Regions from separate parts of the Pan troglodytes genome. Here region 2 is linked to region 1. Evidence: chromatin contacts called from public capture Hi-C data. All regions are on one chromosome and are shown on one strand. Each heading gives the region's core, a stretch centred on a gene start, on an enhancer-like site or on the middle of the called end of the contact. The rest is flanking DNA. Distances are from core to core; before and after follow the strand shown.

Region 1 (6,564 bases), core at 1,166-3,665:
GCTAAGTCAAGGCCTAGAGGATTCCAACCCTGGAAACGCTTTGGCGATGGTTAGTTGGGCTCATGATACCCTCTGAAGCAGTTCAGACATTTCCATGATTCTGAGGGGCTTCTAATTGGTCTGAAGCTTTGAGGCTTGACTGTACCAAAGTTACCAGCACCCTGCAAGCACAGTTGGGGTCCCCTGGGAACTGAAGACACTCTAACGTTGCCACCCAACCCCCAATCTCCCCAGAAGAGGGCTCCTTCTGTGAGGCTTTTTTGGATCTTGGAAAACTAGTCATTCAAGAGTAAACACTGCATGGCTGGACAGCCCTTTTGTGCATTTGGTACCTTTCCCACTTCAGGGGGGCTCTGGTGCGGTGAAGAGGGGATTAGGTTGTGTTTCAGGAAGGTGAGTTCTTGCCCTGTGTCTGCCGCGTGCTTTCCTGTGTCCTCTCTCAAGCCCACTTTATTAATCTGTGAAGTGGGTTTCAGTAAGATCCTTTGCCCACCCTTTACCTTTGCTTCAAGTGGGTTTGAAAGCACCTTGAAGATAAGAGGTTCTATACACAGGAGATTTGGCTGCATCCTACAGAGGTCACCAAGAGTCTGAAGGGCTAGAAGTGGTGAGGGGAGAGGGAGAGGGACCGTGTGTTGGGAATGGATTATGACTAGGGACCACCAGTGATTCAGATCCTAGTGCCACCAGCCAAGCTAAGCAGTGCTTGTGGGTGTCCCAGCAGGACCAAAGCATAGGTATTGGAAAGGAAGCAGTACTTAGAAAGAAAGAACAAGAACAAAGGAGGTGAGGGCGGGGGACAAGGGAGAGGAAAAGAGAGGCAGAAGATATGGTCCTCCTAGAAGTCAGGGGACCATAACTTCTTTGTCTACCTACGCCAGCCTTCCACTTCCCTGACCTTCTCAATTCCACCATAGTGCCCCGAGCTATCTGCTGAACTGAATGGAATTTGCAGAAAAGAGGCATCAGGATTTTTGCTGAAATAAATTCATAAATTGTGTGTTCCCACTGTGACTGATTTTTTTGGGGTCTATCTGCAAATACCTACATGTGTGGGCTGACCACATGACCCCTCCACTGGAAAAAACATAGAATATGACATTTTGAGAGTGTGACTAAAAAGGCAGTGAGAAACTGTCAGCTTTTCTTTTCTTTTCTTCTTATTTCCTCATTAATTTTTTAAAAAATAACCACATACTTTGGATTATACCTGTTCTCAGAAGGACATGCACAGCTCCTTGCCTGGTAGAAAGGTTATGTGACACAGCCTGGCCCACACATAGGGAGCGAAGAAATTGGTAATACTGCTCCCTCCAAATAAGTGGGTGGAGTCGAGTGTCAATTTCCTTCTCAACACATGAGTAGGTGTGAGTTTTCTGTTTATGTAGTGCGTTTCGGGGAATATGTGAGCTTTACATTTTTAAATATAACAACTCAGTTCTACAACAGAAAGCTGGAAGGAGGTGCAGGAACTGGAGACAGGTAGGAAAAATACTTGCCAATTTGTATCTCTCTCACACATTATTATTTTAAATAAAAAAGCACTGAGTTCCCAACACATGTCTTTCCTCCTCCTCCCGGCAACACAGGCTGGATGGTTCTATACCTGGCCTTCTTGGGCCAATGACAGCCAGCCCGCCCAGTGTGCCCATTTCATTTTGTGGGGAACAGGGGGCTGCAGTAGGCTCCTTCTCTCCTCTCTGCCCTTGTGCTTCTCCCAAATCAGACATGAACAGGATTGACACTAGCAGGGAAAAAATGAATCCGCACATCCTACCGGCCCATCACCCCCCCAAAGCCGTAATCCGAGATGTGCTCCGTGGGGGACTGGAGGTCGTTTTTGGAAGAGGCCTTGTCATCCAGCAATGGCCCACTGCTGGCCTCGCTGTCAGCCTTCTGGCTCAGGCTGTCGGAGAAGGCATCATCCCTGGGGAGAAGACAGACATGAATTGGAGGCACCTTCCCCCAAAGAACCCAGCATATACAGAGCTCCCTGATATGTGTCTGAGGGGCTGAATTAACACAACTTATGGTTACTTTGTGCCCACAGCGCTTGCTAGGCCACTGCCCACTGCGTGCCTTCCCACCACACATGCCCATTGCAACACTCCTGGTCAGTTTCCGCAGCTGGGACCCTCTTCTGTCCCACACCTACCTCCTCCTTTTTTCTCTTCTAGCTTGTTCATTCCCAGGCAGCTCCAGGCTAGGACAAGCTAAATGCTGCAGGGTGTGTTGGAGAAATGGGGGGATAGAGTCCGCAGGCTGAGCACCGAGGGCTGAGTGCTGAGTCTCTGTGTGACTCCATGAGAAATGGCTTCTGGCTAAGCAAGGGAGGAAGAAGCTGCCTCTGCCCCTCACCTCCCCACCCAGGGCTTGGACCACTGTGAGGTGGCTCACCAGCTTGTTGGGGTGCCCTGCCGGCCTCCTTCCACGGCCCTCTGCTGTGGTGACTTGTCCCTGATCTCAGAGGTCTGGGGACTTCGGGAGGCTGCCAAGGGCCCTCCACTATGGCATTCCTCTGGCAGTCTGCTTGGCCCTGGCCTTTTCTCTGGCTGAGACCCCCTCTCTCCCATCACAATGTGGGCTGTTGATCCCCTTCCCTTGAGGCTCAGCTTGGTGGCTGCCTCTATGGTAAATCTGTTCTGCCGAGCCTGACCAGAGCTCCCAAGGAAGGTGTGCACTGGAAGCTTCCATGGCTTTCAAAGGAATGGAAAGTGCAGACTTTTTGTGGTAGGACTAGGCATTTGGGATGCAGGGCTCTTTTTCATTAACCCCTGAAATTATTTTTTTAAAAATAGTACCCTATTAATCAGAAACAAGGGCATGTTTCTGCCCATCCCCTAAGAGAGCTACCTCTGGAGTGTAGAACCGTAGGCAGGGGAGGCCTAGGAGGTGGAGGCACATGGCAAGATTCCCTGGATACTGAGAGTCCTGGTGGGTGATGGCAAACCCTGGGGGCTGTCAGCTGCATCAGGATATAGGCCAGAGGCACCCAACACCGTTTCTGTGTGCTCAGAAGGAGGAATTTGGATATCTGTTAAGTGGATCACCATTTAAAGGGAAGTTAGATATTACCCATTGTTAGAGAAGAACAAGCGTATGATATCAAGGAGGGCAAATTGCTGGCATACAAGCTAGCACTCCCCTACGGTGCCCATCCCAGACATCACTAATCTATTTCGGCATTCTTCACAGAAGTCTCGACTCCACTCACATGTCCTGTACAACTATGTACTGATGGGGGATGAGTCCATCCACGCCGTTGTGCCGGCCCTCCCACCAGTCCTCCGAGGCGCGGTGGTACAGGAGCAGCGAGGCCCCCTTCTTGAAGGATAGCTCACGCGGGGACCGCCCCATGTAGTCAAACTTGGCGATAGCCTCGATCTGCTCCACTTCTAGAAGGAAATCAAGGGAAAAAGCGTCTCTGAGGTCAGCAAAGTGGCAGCTCAGGAGCCTCACTCAGATGGCCCTGGCTTCTCTGGGGAAGGATAGACTGCACAGCTGGTGAGAACATGGACAGAACGCCTGGTGGGCTGGGGCTCAGGACCCTGGGGTCCTAGACTCAGTTCCACTCTCCACCCTGCAACCTCAGGCAAACCATCAAACCCTCAAAATGTAAAGAGGGAGCTGATACATGCTCCTTTTCCACTGCCCTTCTTGTTCTCTACTTTTTAATGCTCATTAAGACAATATTGTAGAATTTTCGTTTTCTTCTACCCCTTAACACAAGTTCTATTAATATTTCTATTTTTCTATGCACCCTTTTCCTCTTTGTCATTTATAATACTTTTAGTAATTTTTAATCTTTTGAGAGGCCACATCATGTATGCAGACTCTAACCTGCAAAATCCGATACAGGATTTTAAGGGTACCCAGACTCTTCAAAGCTCATTGTTAAGGACTGAACTGTGTCTGCCTCAAATCTATATGTTGAAGCCCTCACCCACAACGTGACTGTATTTTAGGGGCTTTAATTAATGTAATGAGGTGATTAAAGTTAAATGAGGTCATAATGGTGGGGTCATAATCCTAGTGCTGGTGTCTTTATAAGAGGAACAGAGGCTGGGCGTGGTAGCTTATGCCTATAAGCCCAACACTTCGGGAGGCTGAGGCAGGAGGATCGCTTGAGTCCAGGAGTTTGAGACCAGCCTGGGAAATATAGTGAGACCTCATTTCCAAAAAAAAAAATTTTTTTTAATTAGCTGGGCGTGGTAGCACATGCCTGTGGTGCCAGCTACTCTAGGGCCCGAGGCAGGAAGATCACTTGAGCCTGGAAGGTTGAGGCTGCAGTGAGCCATGATCATGCCACTGTACTCCAGCTTGGGTGACAGAGCAAGACCCTGTCTCGAAACAAACAAAAGTTCTTGTACAAAAGTGCATAGCTTAGTACAGATATTCATGAGGTATTCGGTTGACAGCAGCTGTCATGACTGTGATTATAATTATTAATGGATTTGGCCTATGGGATGGGTCCAGAGAAGAGATGTTAAACTGCAGAGAGTTTAAGTGGTTTAAACTGCATGGTTTAAGGACCATACAACTAGTGATATTTGGGGAAGAGACTTTTTGGGGAACAGGGGATTGTGCCTACAGTTTATTCCACCTGTTTTATAGTTTCTACCCTAAGAAGTGTCCATATGTGGTAGAAAACTGATTTTGTATAGGTATTAATGTTTTAATATTTTAAAGTAAGCACAAAGAGGTTTAACATTATAATTCTTACTTTTTTTTTATTTTAATAGAACAAAAGAGTAACAAAAGCAACCCCTGCTCTCTCTCTAGCCTGTAGATAGCTTCTCCATGCTGAGCTTTCTTGGGGCTCTCTATCTGCTCCATTCACTGTGGACAATCTCGTCTTCATCGATCTATTCATCCACCTGTCCATCACATAGTTAAGCTCAGAACATTTGGCTTTACCCTTTTTTAGTTGTGTGACCTTGGGATACTTAGTTTTTCTTTCTATGCCTCAGTTTCCTCATCTGTTAAATGGAAATGGTAATAAATAGAACCTATCTTACAGGGTTATTAGAAGGATTAAGTGAGTGAATATACATGAAGTGCTTGCAACAGTGTCTGGCACATAGTACCCTATAAGAGTTACACACATGTTGTTACCAGAGGCTGGTGCACTTCTAAGGGCCACGGATGGCATGGAAAATCAAAGAGCAGGAGGAGGAAACTCCCTTGTTCACTCCCCATCACTCCCCACCACACACATGCACCAGGGCTCCCCTCTGGAAGCAATTGGCTCAAGAAGACCATGCTTGTGTCCCCATGAGATGCAGTGGCTTTGGGATGTATTTAGCTCTTAGTGACTGAGGCAGCCTTCTGCAGGGAGCAGGCCTCAAACAGTCAAGTCAGCTTCCCCAGCTAGCTACCTGACAAATGTCTTTAAATGCTATTCTAACCTGGGTGTTGGGAGAGAAGGAAGGAGGGAAGGAGGTGGGGAAATGACAGCACCACTAAATGGGTCAGATTAACTCAGATCTTGACTCAGAGTCACATTCTCAGTAAAACAAACAGAGATCTTGGTCCTTCTCTCTGCAGCATCTTTGAATCTCACATCCGGCCGTGTGCTGGAACTGCCTACTAGCCCATCTGCCTGCCTCGTTACAAGAGTCAGAAAGGCCGGAGGGTTTGCAAGGGCAGGAGCTGAGCCCAGACAGCTGCGTGCTCCTGGGTTCGCCCAGGGACTTCCTCTGACCCAGATTCCCCAAACTAAGAAAGGCGCTGACCTAAGCAGAGGTTTGCTGATACTCAGAGGGGCACAGAGGGGCTGCCTCCGGTTTCTGCCTTTACCATCACCAGAGCCTCCAGCAGTCACTGGACACAGCCTGAAGTTGAAAGAGTGGGGCAGCAGGGGCAGCAGAAAATGTGAGGGAAAGAAAACAGGAGGAACAGGGCTGAACCTCCAGCTCAGAGAAAGCACGTGTGTTTGCAGACGTCGTTACATAAGTGTGTGTGGTGGAAACAGTAATAACAGCTCCCATTGATTACTAAGTCTGTTATTTGGGCTTCTCGTGCCTGAAACAGAATATGTTTCTCCCCCTCATCACTCTCCCACACTCTGTTACCCAAACTTACTTCATTCCCTCATCTTCCCCATCTCAGGAAACAGAACTGCTGTCTACCTGCTCACCCAGGCCAATGCCCTGGCATGGCTCTGCACACCTCATCCATTAGCGACTCCTTCAGAGTGTCCCCTGGATCTGACCATGGCTCACCACCTCCCATGCCACCCTCTTCACTTTCATACTTGCTTAGGTAGAGCTGCTTCTCCCCACAGCAGCCTAGAGGGTCCTTTACAGTCATACAATCACATCATGAAACTCCCCTGTTCAAAATCCTCAGAAGGCTTCCCATGGATGCTGGAACAAAATCCCAGTGTCTTACCACTGCTCATAAGGCCCTCTAGGATCCCAATCGCAGAGACCTCTGAGACCTCATCTTCTCTGTCTCTCTCTCTCCTTCACTAGCTCAATCTGCTCTTGCCTCACTAACCTTCTTGATGTTTTTCCTCCAACATCCTAGTATGACATTTTTAAAACACAAAGTAAAATTGAA
Region 2 (6,564 bases), core at 1,389-3,888, 310 kb after region 1:
CCATGTTACTGCCACTGCAAAAGCCAGACTAGTGGGAGAACAATCCAGCTGAGCCCCAGCCAACCCACAGAATCATGAGCTATCATAAAACGCTGGTGGTAGGCAAGCACGTTTTTGGTGGTTTATCATACTGCTAAAAATAACTGAAACACTGATCATGTCGCTGCTCTACTTAAAATCCTTGGCTCGGCCAGGTGAGGTGGCTCACGCCTGTAATCCAGCACTTTGGGAGGCTGAGGCAGGTGGATTATCTGAGCTTAGGAGTTCGAGACCAGCCTGGCCAACATGGTGAAACCCCATCTCCACTAAAAATACAAAAATTAGCCAGGCATGGTGGCACACACCTGTAATCCCTGCTACTCAGGAGGCTGAGGCAGGAGATTGAACCTGGGAGGCGGAGGTTGCGGTGAGCCGACATCACACCAGTGCACTCTAGCCTGGGCGACACAGTGAGATTCTATCTCAAAAACAAACAAACACCCTTAGCTCTCCATAGCCAAATTTCTCAGGGCTCACAAGGAATCTTCACAAGCTGTGTGACTTTGGCATGTTACTTCATCTCTCTGCAACATTTTTCCCATATGTAAACTGAGGTAATGATAGCACCTTCCTCAAAGGATTGCCGTGAAAATTAAGAGATAATGTATGAGAAATACTTGGAACAATGTCTGGCATATGCTAAGTGCTCTATATGTGTTAGCCACCATCGTCACCACCACCACCATCATCTTCATCATCACCACCACCACCATCATCACTACTGCCACCATCATCTTCATCACCACCACCACCATCTTCATCACCACCACCATCATCATCTTCATCATCACCACCACCATCATCTTCATCACCACCACTACCATCATCATCTTCATCACCACCACCACCATCATCACTACTGCCACCATCATCATCATAACCACCATCATCACTACCACCACCACCTCCACCATTATTATCACCACCACCACCACAACCACCATCACCACCACTACCATCATCATCATTACCATCATCACTACCATCACCACCACCACCATCATCACCACCACTACCATCATCATCATTACCAACATCATCACCACCATCACCACCTCCACCACCTCCACCATCACCACCACCACCATCATCACCACCACCACCACCATCATCACCACCACCACCATCACCATCACCACCACCACCATCATCACCACCACCACCACCACCTCCACCATCATCACCACCACCATCACCATCACCACCACCTCCACCATCATCACCACCACCACCATCATCACCACCACCACCACCATCACCACCATCATCACCACCACCATCACCACCACCTCCACCATCATCACCACCACCACCACCACCACCACCATCACCATCACCACCACCACCACCACCATCACCACCACCACCACCACCACCACCATCATCATCACCACCACCATCATCATCGTCATCACCACTACCCCCAACATCATCACCATCATCACCATCACCACCATTATCACCACCACCAACAACACTATCATCAACTTGTGCTGCCTGACTCTCCAGCCCCTTTCCTTAATCTCTCCTCATGTGCACTCTGGAGTACAGTCATACTAAAATATTTTTCCCCAAAACTTCACACTTCACAACTCTTTACCTTTGTACATTCCATTTCTTCTGCCTGGAATGTCCTTTACCCACCTTGCCTGCCTGAGAAATTGCCATCTGTCCTTCTGTGACGCTTCCTCACATCTCCCCAGACAGTGAGGCATCTGCCCCTGTGCTCCTTTGGGCACCTCGCCTTTGTCTCTGTGGAGAGGCTTCCCATCTTTGCCACCTGTGTGGGCCTTGTCTCCTCAGCTAGACTCTGAATTGTTTAAGGACAGAGCCAGGGCTTGATTCATGAGCCAGCAAAGCATGGCATATACCAAGCTCTTAAGATGTGTTCCAGGAAGGGAAGGAGGAAGGAGTCTGCTTTTGGAGTAGTGGTTCTCAACAGAAGGGAGAGAGGGGAGAAATTTTGTCCCCCAGGAGATATTTGATGATGTTTGAAGACATTTTTGGTTGTCATGCAACAGAGTGGGAGAAGGAAGTGTTACTGGAAACTAGTGGGTGGTGGGTAGTGGACAAATATTGTGCTCAGCATCAGACAATGCACAGGACCGCTGCCACGACAAGGAACGATCCAACCCTAAATGTCTGGGCTATGCTGAGGTTGAGAAGTCTTGTTTTAGAGGATAATCACACGCTGGGGAGGGGAAGAAAGAGACACCTGACTGAATGCACAAGCTTAGCAACCTGGCTGCCCACTCCCACCCCTCCCAGCTCAGCACCTCTGGGAGCAGAGGGTACCAGGAAGGTATGGAAGTTAAAAAAAGGGCTTAAATCTGGTCACCTTCCTTCCTCTCAATGTGATCCTCATCAAGACCCTTCCCTTGGTGAAGTTTCGTTTTTTAACTTCCTACAGCCTCTTCCGGCCCTGACTTTCTGGGATTCTGCATTTGTAGGTTGGTTCCTGTTGTTTCATTCATGGCCAAAAGATGTCAATGCTGCACAGACTCTCACATGCCAAGAGAGGACAAATCCCAGATAGGCTGGCCTGAGTCACTGAGCCCTTGCATTACATCCGGGATGGCCCAGAAGTTAAGTTAACGCACATGCCTGAGATGCAGGTCCCCCGCCTGCCCAGATGGGTGGCCTTGAGGTTCAGAAGAAACAGGAAGAGGGGAAGGTGGCCCTTAAAGGCTCCATGGCTAACTTAGCTTTAATCTGTAGAGGCCTCTGTGTCAGTCAAAGCACTTTGCAGGGGAGCAGGGAGACATCTGTAAAATTCGCTCTTTTGTGCCACGTAAGAGCGGAAAGAAATCTCACTCTACAGACCATGGTTTCTGTAAGGGGTGGGTCCTGTAGAATTACAGTGAGCACGGCTGATGCCTGTGGCTCCTCTGGGAGCCTGTGTTTGTTGGGGGGCTGTGTTTGTTGTTTTTAACTGGCTTCAAGAGGAGGTAGAATATTGAGTAGTAGTAAAAAGCTTCATCTTTGGCACCAGACAGGAATGAGCGTGGGATGCCCTTCTGTCATTAACTGCGTGACCTGGGATAAATGACTTAATCTTGTGTAAGCCTCAACCATGAGAGAGGAACAATAATAGTACCTACTTCACAGGGTTGATCTGCGGATTAACTGAGATCATGGAAATCACAGGTTTCGCATACTGCCTGGCCTAACTGCAAATAAACAGCAGTTGTTACTCTGAAAGGATATTGTGGGGTGAGTGAATAGGCGAGGAGTATGATGAATCATCCTGAAATTCTCACCTAAACTCCTCTATCCAGGTAGGGTGCTGGTGAGTCGTCTTGCCGAGAGCTAACATTTTTATTGTGCTTATCATGTGCTTACAACCGTCCTCAGTGCCTTATGTATGTTCACTGAGTCCCCACGGTGACCCAATGAGGTAAGTATTACTATTCCCATTTTAGAGATGGGAAACTTAGTGAGCCCCCAGGGCCCACTGCTGGGTAAGGGGAGGCCAAGGGTTTCCGCGAAGGCAGTTTGACTCCAGGGGCCCTGGCCTTAGCAGTGCATACACTGCTTCTGACTGCAGCTAGAGAAGAATGAGAAACGGGAGGGTGCGTCCCTGGGTATCCCCCTCACCCCTCCCCAGCCTGCCTAAACGCTTGCCCTGCTCCCAAACACTCGCTCTACTCCTAGACAGTGGAGCTTTGCGACAGCCCGGCAGAGAAGCACTTCGCTCTGCCCAGCTGCAGCCAGGCATGAGATGGTGTCTGCAAGGAAGGGGCTCAGGTGGGCGTGGGGAGCTAGGTCAGGATGCGGCAGGGAGGTAAGAGGCAAATGGGATTCGTCATTGGATAAACTGGGACTCCGCCTCAGCACCACCTGGTGCCTGTGGGTGGCTCTGAGCCCAGGGACATACTCTCGCAGAGCTTTATTTCTCTCCCTCTAAAATGAGAGCTTAGACACGCTCAAAACCCCTGCTGGCTGTAGAACGCCAGGTTCTTGTAGTGAGGAAGGGCTAGCGTCTGCCGCGGGGTGGGTCTTGGCCGGATCCTATCCCGGGGGAAGAGCGCCACCTGGCGAACCGCTCTGAGAATGTCCCAGAACAGCCACTAGGAACAGTCTCCCGGGTACAAGGGGGAGGCTCTGCACATACTTAGCTTGCAATCCGAGCAAGGGGCTTCAGTTCTCTGAACCTCAGAATTCGAATGGGTAAAATGACACCGAAGAATGGCAACGAAGATAATACTTAAAGTACCTAATATCTCCCACCACCACCTTTTGTCACCACTTTATTTTGAAATAGTAAATGGTTATAAACCAATGTAGATGATAAATTCTAGAAGTTATACAGCATTTGTTCTGAGCACTCTGATAAGCTGTAACATTGCCTCGATTTTTTCTTATATTTTTTCCTTTACGTTTGTTTGTTTGTTTTTAATTGTGGCAAGAACACGTGCCAGGCGCGGTGGCTCATGTCTGTAATCCCAGCACTTTGGGAGGCCTAGGCAGGCAGATTACTTGAGGCCAGGAGTTCAAGACCAGCCTGGCCAACATGGTAAAACCCCATCTCTACTAAAAATACGAAAATTAGCTGGGCATGGTGGCGCATGCCTGTAGTCCCAGCTACTGAGGAGGCTGAAGTAGGAGAATTGCTTGAACCCTGGAGGTGGAGGTTGCAGCAAGCCGAGATCGCACCACTGCACTCCAGCCTGGGCGACAGAGTGAGACTCCATCTCAAAAAAAAAAAAAAAGAACACTTAACATAAGACCTACCCTCTTAATTGATTTTCCAGTACACAATACAGCAGTATTAACTATATACTATACCTATATAGAGAGCTCTAGAACGTAATCATCTTGCATAGCTGAAATTTTATCCTTGTTGATTTGCTAACACTTTTTGAGTGTTTGTGATGTGATAAGCCTTGTTCTAAGCACTTTATTTATATTAATTTATTTAATCTTCAAAACAGCCATGAGGAAGGTATAGAATGACTGCTCAAGTCACTGGCTTAATCCACAAGAGACTGCACCAATTTGAAAAGTCTACAATAATAACATTTGGAAGGCGATTTACACTTGATAAACATTACTTCATTTAATCCACAAACAGCCTGTTAAGATCAACATTATCTTCATCTTAAAATAAGGAAACTGAAGACCACTCAGTCAACACACATCTGCCTACAGGGTGCTGGGCCCTGGGGTGCACATGAACAAGGTGTTTGGGGTCCCCATGCCCTTGAGTGAGACTTGAGTAAGTACTCCTGAACTGAGTGTACAACAGGGGGAAATCTAGGCACCACACAAAATCACAAGAGCTATAATAACTTGGTCTGGAAGGGGAGACGTTTCACAAACAATTCTGTCCAGGGTCGCACTGCTGCCAAGCTCTGTGCCTGCCTGTACTACGGGACCCCATGTACGACTTACAGACCAGTTAGTCCACAACAGTAACTTCCCCTTCAGCACCTGAGCTCCTTAAGAACAGTGCCTGTGTCCTAATCACCTGCATAACCCAACACCCAGCAGAGAGCCTGGCACGTGGGGGTTGCCCATAAACACTTGCCTAATGAAAGCTCTGTTCTTCTTCATGCCCACTTGCCCTCCCTCCTTTCTTTCCCCAGACCTTCCTTTTATTCTCAGCAATCCAGAGATTAGACTTTGGCTCCTTAGCACAGTCTCCTGCCATAATTCTCAAACCCAGAGTAGTTACAAGAACGGTAGAATGAAAATGGTATCGGGGAAGGGAGTGGAACTAGTAGGTCTTAGACATTCACTCTGTGCTCAGCATTCTATCTTTAGCATCTTAAATCTAACAGCAGCCCTGGTGGGTAGGTAGTAAATGGCAGAGCTGGGATTTTACTCTGACGCCCAGGTTCACCATGTTCTGCTGCCCTTGGCTCTCTCCTCCAAGCTACAGCGAGTGGCCAGTGCTGTTGTCAGTGAGGGATAAAGCTCAAAGCCTCCCATTTGGGCTTCTCCCCCTCCGCACTAGGACCTCCCCAAAACCAGGAGTTTCTTCCAGAGGTCGTATGCTCACTCCCTGAGGGCCTGGGATGCATCTTCCCAGGGCTTCCCATTTCCAATTTTGAGTCCCTTATTCCTGAAGAAACTCCCAGGGGACAGGTATTCAGGGACAGTCCACTGGGTTGCAACAGCTAATGAAACTGACATCTGACAGATACCATTCTCCACCTGCTCACCTGGGGAATAATATCACTAAGCTCCTCCTCTGTGCTGGCCTTCTGCTAAGCCTTTCTCAACAATACCTCATTTAATCCTCACAACAACCTTCAGAGGTTGTTCCATCTCCATTATGTCAGGGTCCTGAGAACAAAGAAATGTCAGGTTGGGCCTTCCAGGAAGCTGACGCTAAGACAAAATTAGACATACAAAAGACTAATTGGAAGAAACATCTAAGAAGGATAAAGGAGTGAGGGAATAGGAGCAGGCCCAGAAAGTCTCAGACCCTGCTGCAGGTCTGCCACCAAAGAAGAGAGAAGGGGAGGAAGGATTGGGCAGGAAGAGCCTCAGGCTTCGGGACTGTAGTGTCCTCCTGGT

The links. Capture Hi-C pulls out chosen DNA fragments and counts their contacts.
Region 2: a capture Hi-C map of stem cell-derived neural stem cells shows a contact between it and region 1, with 6 times the contacts expected there. The contact joins two enhancer-like sites. A contact is called at or near these places in 1 of 7 Hi-C or Micro-C datasets (stem cell-derived neural progenitor cells), 1 of 1 datasets of contacts at active chromatin or transcription factors (stem cell-derived excitatory neurons) and 1 of 1 other capture datasets (stem cell-derived neural stem cells).

Annotation. Positions count from the first base shown.
Region 1 is chr2:13,030,981-13,037,544 of NHGRI_mPanTro3-v2.0_pri, forward strand. SRGAP3 (SLIT-ROBO Rho GTPase activating protein 3) reads right to left here. Exons shown (of 27, transcript XM_054681408.2): 24 at 3,215-3,395; 25 at 1,778-1,927. Among named protein-coding and RNA genes, the nearest start is that of RAD18, 31 kb to the left of the region's middle. Within about 2 kb of position 2,416, at least 2 of the 24 cell types and tissues checked have an H3K27ac peak or open chromatin away from gene starts, as enhancers often do. A contact at or near this core is called in stem cell-derived neural stem cells, where this site is marked.
Region 2 is chr2:13,337,708-13,344,271 of NHGRI_mPanTro3-v2.0_pri, forward strand. The region is part of intron 5 of SRGAP3 (SLIT-ROBO Rho GTPase activating protein 3); the gene reads right to left. Among named protein-coding and RNA genes, the nearest start is that of THUMPD3, 60 kb to the right of the region's middle. Within about 2 kb of position 2,639, at least 13 of the 24 cell types and tissues checked have an H3K27ac peak or open chromatin away from gene starts, as enhancers often do. A contact at or near this core is called in stem cell-derived neural stem cells, where this site is marked.